Regions from separate parts of the Drosophila melanogaster genome. Here region 1 is linked to region 2. The links are chromatin contacts, called in public Hi-C maps. All regions are on one chromosome and are shown on one strand. The core of a region is the stretch at or near the end of the contact, and the rest is flanking DNA. Distances in the headings are between cores, read along the strand shown.

Evidence for each region. Hi-C and Micro-C count contacts between places; a contact is called where the count stands out from the background.
Region 1: a contact with region 2 is called in a Hi-C map of the Kc167 cell line, with 1.5 times the contacts expected there. A contact is called at or near these places in 2 of 107 Hi-C or Micro-C datasets (the Kc167 cell line and gut) and 1 of 7 datasets of targeted methods (the Kc167 cell line).

Annotation. Positions count from the first base shown.
Region 1 is chr3L:2,807,042-2,809,962 of dm6, reverse strand. All of the region lies in intron 5 of Tet (Ten-Eleven Translocation (TET) family protein), which reads left to right. Among named protein-coding and RNA genes, the nearest start is that of Pgant6, 26 kb to the right of the region's middle.
Region 2 is chr3L:2,422,637-2,425,767 of dm6, reverse strand. All of the region lies in intron 2 of Svil (Supervillin), which reads right to left. Among named protein-coding and RNA genes, the nearest start is that of CG32299, 33 kb to the right of the region's middle.

The DNA.
Region 1 (2,921 bases), core at 348-2,847, 380 kb before region 2:
GTTTTGCTCGATTTCGGGGAAAATCTAGGGCAATTCATGTTTTACTCAATTAGCTGTTCAATGTCGATTTGGGAAGACATTTCATTAATTCCGCCCGGCGCAGCGGAAGTTGCCAATTACAATGAGTCACAAAGTGAATCGTACCAGTTCCCCCTCATGTAGATATAGAACACAGGTTCTATTCGAAGACCTCGGATCGTGAGGCATTCTGGTTTAATTAGATTTACTTTTATGTATGTGTGGGTCTGGCAGGGCTAAAGCGCTCCCTCGGGACGTGGAAAATGCAAAGAGATTGGAATACGACTTCGAGGGCCATAAATAACGATAATGCCTATAATTGCCAACAATTCATTATTATGGTAAGATAATTTGATATAAATGGGGTCTACGTGACCCCGACACAGCCTCAAGTGTCCCGTCCTCCCTCGGTTCGATCGTAAAACATCGTCTTAACCTCTTTGGAACCTGGGAATGCACATGGCCAGAAAGAAGGAGGTGTTCGCGACCGTGGCCCAAACACTTGGCCACTTTTATGGCCACATTCGCCGCGCCGATGAGCGAATCAATTATTCCCGCATCGTTTAACTGCACTTTTAGCCAAGGATTCCTGGGATAGAATTCATTTGCTAGTTTTATTGATTTTTTTCTGCTATGCTGTAATTAATAGGTGACATAACATGTTATTTGTGGGAAAGTTAAAGAATAATCTTTTTATGCTGTCATAAAAAAACGTAATATTATTTATAACCAAGTTCCGTTTGAGAAGCTGACAAAATTCCGTAATTATTAATAGCTTGCACAATCTGCGGGCTTTGGATAAATTGCCTAATTAGTTGGAAAGTCTACAGGCAAAGGAGGAGAATCATTCGATTCTATTACAATATTTCCTTCTTCTTAAAAGGGAAGTCGTTAATATAAATATGAATTGGTTTTAAATATGTTTTACGACTCCATTGATTGCATCTGCTACGGACTGAAAAAGATATCCATCCATTCGCTTGAAAGGTGGAAATACAGAACGTCGATGATTTATGATCCCTCGTTAAAGTCAGCCGAAAACGGAAATAGAACTCGTTTAATAAAAAACACTTTGCATTTTGGCAGACACTCGAGGGCAGATGAAGAGGGCCGTCTGGCCTGGGACGAAGTAAAAACTTAAAATTAAAACAAAAACCCAAACGTTTAATTGCGGGGAAACAAAGGAAAGAAGCCAACAGAAAATCAAAAGAAATTCCACAAAATAGGGTTTCAAAAGGGGACAATAAAAAAAGTAAACTAAGGAACAGGCAAATGTCGAATTAAAATTAATGTCGAGTTAATCGAGTTTTGTTGTTGCTGCTCAGTTTCTTTTCTCTTTGTTTTCCAGTCTTTTCTTATTTTGTTTTTTTTTTTTTGTTTTTTTGTGCTCTTCTGGCCAGCGAACAAAGCGCAAAAGGAGGAGAAAAAAAGAATCTGATTCTCAATCTGAAAGCAGTTTGTCTTCTTCCCATTTTTTAATGTGCACTCGCCCTCTCTTTCTGGAGCCTGTTTATGCTGCCTCCCTCTCTCTCGCACTCTTCTTCACTCCCTCCCATGCCGTCTCTTTCCCTTCGCAACGACCCCCCTCTCTCTCTCTCTCTCACACACCAATCCGATCCTATAACAGTGTTTACCTTGGCAGCGCGCAGCCGCAACCTCCGACTTCGCAGCCTCCGCGGGCAGCAGGCATTGTACTATTTCAAGGATAACCACTAGCCCGAGGTTCTCCTTTGTCCCATCCGATTCTGGCCTTCGGATCTGCTGAGTATTTTCCTATAAATTGCAATCGATTGATATAATTACGGGGGATACACAACCCCAAAGCGAAATCCTCATAGGGTGATGTACAAACTATTATGGAAATATATAGTTAAAATAATAAAAGTTCGAATACAACAATGAAAGTGAAAGGAATCCAAATCAAAGTAAAATCCCTAGTGGAATACATCTCAATCCTAGATAAATGGACCATATTATATACATAATTTAAGTTCGACCCATATTGTATTGAATTGTTGCACTTAGGCATACATATATAATAAGCACTTTTTCTTGATTTCACTTGGCCAGCAAACGACTTTTACTAATTAACACTTTTTTCGCTTTCCCTTGCAGGTAAGTTCTGGACATTAACCCAAATCGACGGTTGGTAAGGAGCCGAGAATCCGAGTCCGAATTCGAATTCGAATCTAAATCGGAATTGGGATTGGAATCGGAATCGGGCTAACAAGACAAGTCACTTAATGTCTGTCGCCAATTTATTCGCATTTTTTGCACCGCTCTTTGTTTTTGGGGCCAATTAGCGAAACGAGTTTCTGGTGTAAACGTTGAGGAAAGGAAAACATTTCCGCAAAATAAATAAAGTAAAGCAAAGTGCAGAGAGTGGTGAGGTGAGGCGGAGCATGAGAGAAAAGGCCAAAACCAGCTGGCCGAAACCAAATCGGAGGTATGAGTGATTCATGCGAGTGCGAGTATCTCTTAGTACGCTCCAACTCACATCGGGTTCCCCATTCCCAACCTCCAGTCTCCAGATCCACTTTAGTCTGTAGTAATACGACGAGATAATGAGTGGGGCCGTAAGGAAATTAAATACAGTGATTAAGTAACTTAATGACGTGGGATAAGCCACGGAATGAGCAGGCTTAGGGGTTGGAACCGGCCAGAACCGGCATTCCGGGTGTAATCCCAAAAAGTTACTAGATAAGTCTAGGATTTGGAGCACCACTTGAATCGTTCGGATCTGAAGTTGATCCGCCTCTTAGCCTCTTAGCTTCAAACTCAAGAGGCTCGTACATAAGTCTTGGCCAAAAGTTCACTTATTCGGCGGTCAGTGAACCTCCTACTTCGTCTTCTACAACTTCTTCCTCATTTGCATTTTGTGGCAGCGAAGAACCATTTTAATT
Region 2 (3,131 bases), core at 33-2,532:
AGACGAGGTAGGCGGCTGCCAGGAAAACCATGTCAATACCAGCCACGCCCATTTAACCGGTTTAAAAGGCGTCAAGATGAAACCAACGACAGGATGCACGTGCAAATCAACATATAGATATCTTAAAGAATGTACTTAAATATATACTTTAAAACTAGATATTTAAGGATACCGCATACATACAGAGTAGATATTCCACTTGGAACTCCATTTTATAGTTAAATATTTCTTTCGAAAAACTCTAGTTTTTCTTTCCATGTTCAACCAGATCCCAGTGAATCCCACCAGGAGCCTGTTTTTTTTTCGAGTCGAGTGGGCGGAATGGCATCAAATGGAAAGTGGGCGAGCACAAGGTCGCAGGTGGGCCATTTTGATAGCGGTTTTCACGCCGTCAAGGCTGGGATGCAGTGCAGCATGGGAGATGGCCGCGGGGCAAGTAATCAAGCCATCGAATGGAACGCGTTGGCCGTCGGGCAACTAACTTGGTGCCATCATTCAGATTGAACGGGCCCATCCAATCCAAGCTGTCGTTGCAAATGCCCGCCTTGTTCGCACTTTGGCGCAATTAGCCAAGACAATTAAAGCAGCGCCAGAATGAGCAATGAGTTTTAGTTTAAGTTTGTAGTTTATACAATGTGCATGTGATGCATGGCGACGGCGATGGAGAAGAGTGCACTTAAACAGACACAAAGCGACAAGCCAGAGACACCAAATGCAGTTGCCATGACAGGCAGCTCGCAAAGTAAATTAGCCGGGCAGAAAACGAAAAAAAAAAACAGGGGAAAAACAAGAAAACCCGAGGCAGAGGAAGCAACTAGCTGGCATTGCTGAAGAAATAACTTGATCAACAATGTTATAGCATAATTGCGCAGTGCCATTTAATCACAATTAAATTATATTTAATTTGCGGCGCATGGCAAGAGCAGAAGCTTTCTGGAACAGCCAAACAGGATATCCAGGCAAATCAGTGGGGAAAATTTCAGCAAATTGCAGCTAAGTGTTGATTTGCGCTGCCTTGGTAGTTTTTATTACCAATAACTACGTTCATTAGAATAGAAACTTAATGAAATGAAGTTAGTATGTAAAATAGCTCAAAGTACGGCTTATTATTTCCAAGTATTCAAGTTAGATAGATTGCAATTTCAGAGAACCTGCTAATGAACTCACATCAACCGGAGCGTTGCCTCCCCCGGTGAATTCTCCTTGAGTACATTTCTATTTGCAGATAAGCAATCCCTGGACTGATAACTCTCGGCCACTGATGATGCTGATGATGACGTGGGTGCCATGTGGTTATCCGTTGACGGACTGACGAACATTGCTGACATCTAACCGCCGACAGTGAACACCCGACAAAAAGAACCACAACTTTTTCCCCTAGCCTTTTTCGAACAGCGACATCGTTAAGCGAGTAAACAGTTTTTGCTGTGGGCGCCGGAAATAAATTGTGGTACTTTTTCATTTGGATTTTTTATTTTTGCAAGTTTAGGGATTAAACTATTTATGTGGGCGGTTGTAAATGGATTTTGCATAAGCCAAAGTGTTGAATAAATAATAAATCATGCAGAATGCAGGAAATTAACATACAAAAGGCCGCTGGCCATTAAAGGCAAAGATTTGGGCGCTTTAATAATTATTTAGTTTAGTTGTTTGTTTCAAGGAGAGATTGCGTTGTTCAATTTCGCCATAAAAGAATCTTTCCTACATCCAGCACTTGACATGCAAAGTCCGATAAAGTGATGTCATTATTGGTTCGGTTTATTTATCCATGAAATTGGTGTGCCTACCTTAGCGGAAAACACTAAAACTCTTATCTAACAAGGCGCTTTGTTTTTGGCTCACAATATTTATTTTTTGCAACGTTCCCGAGTATTAGGGTCAAGTTTGCCTTACACGTTTATTTTTTATATTTTGTTTATACTACCATCACCATTTTTGCTATATTTTCATTCTTATTTTTCGCTTTTCTGGCCGTTTTTTCCCCCTCTGCGAGCCGTCTTTTGTTGCTTTCAATTGAAATTTCAGCGTCAATGCACGTTGCAAATTACGTGGCCCTTGAAGGTGACGAAAAGTGAGAAAAGTGCACTTTGTGATGACTAGGCGATGCATTGCACTTAGGCACAGGAGTCCCCTTGCCATCGTATTATTATGTTAAAATATCAAGTTAATATTAAAGTGACTTTAAATCATTCATATTCATTTTAGTGAAATCAAAATGCTCAACAAACTGCTTGAAACTTCTGATCTCCGTGTTTTATTTATAAGTTACTGCCTAAAACAATGTTGCTAATCAGCTAAAAACAAAAAAATGAAATGAATGAATTGCAAATTGAGCGCAAATCACGAGCAGATAGCAAAGCGTTCGGAAAATGATTCATGAATGCAAGCAAATCTGCTGCAATTGGCGGCTGGGCCTGGGAAAATGTTCACGGAAATGCGAAAATCAAATTTGATTGTTTGCAAATTGAATTAGGCTGCTGCTAAATAAACCGATAATTGACTTGTGACTAAGCCAACCGCTGATGATGCCATCGTGAAGGGTCGCCTTCCCCTGGGCCAAGTTAATAGCGTTTCTGTGAGTGAACCAGTTCCATTTCCACCAACATTTTCCCACGACCGTGCATAAATTTAAGGCGCCTATCGAGCCATTCAAAATACTCGATTGGAAACGGTGCGAAATGAACACTTTTCCATAAACGGACACACACATAATTGATTGATCAATAAACTTAAATTTATATGCAAATTGTTCCAATTACGAAGCGTTAAAAACACAAATCCCAAATCAAAGCAGTTATGCAATGAAGACGCTCGTAAATGGTAAAACAAAATAAAAGTAAAAACAAAAACAAAACCGAGGGGCAAGCAGACAAATATGCAAATTTAAAAATGCAACTTCGTTTCATTATGCTTGAATAATTGTGAGTGGAAGTTTGAATGCAAGCCGAAATGAAGATGTGGCTGCCGAGCAGCGAAAGAGATTGTTCAAAACCTAATTAACAAGGCGTGACATAATAATCAAATCCGAATAGACAGCGAAAAGATATCCGCCCCGTTGAGATATAGGAAATATGAATAATTTGATTGAGTCTTTTTATTAGCATCCAAGAAGAAAGAGAGAAAGGTAACGA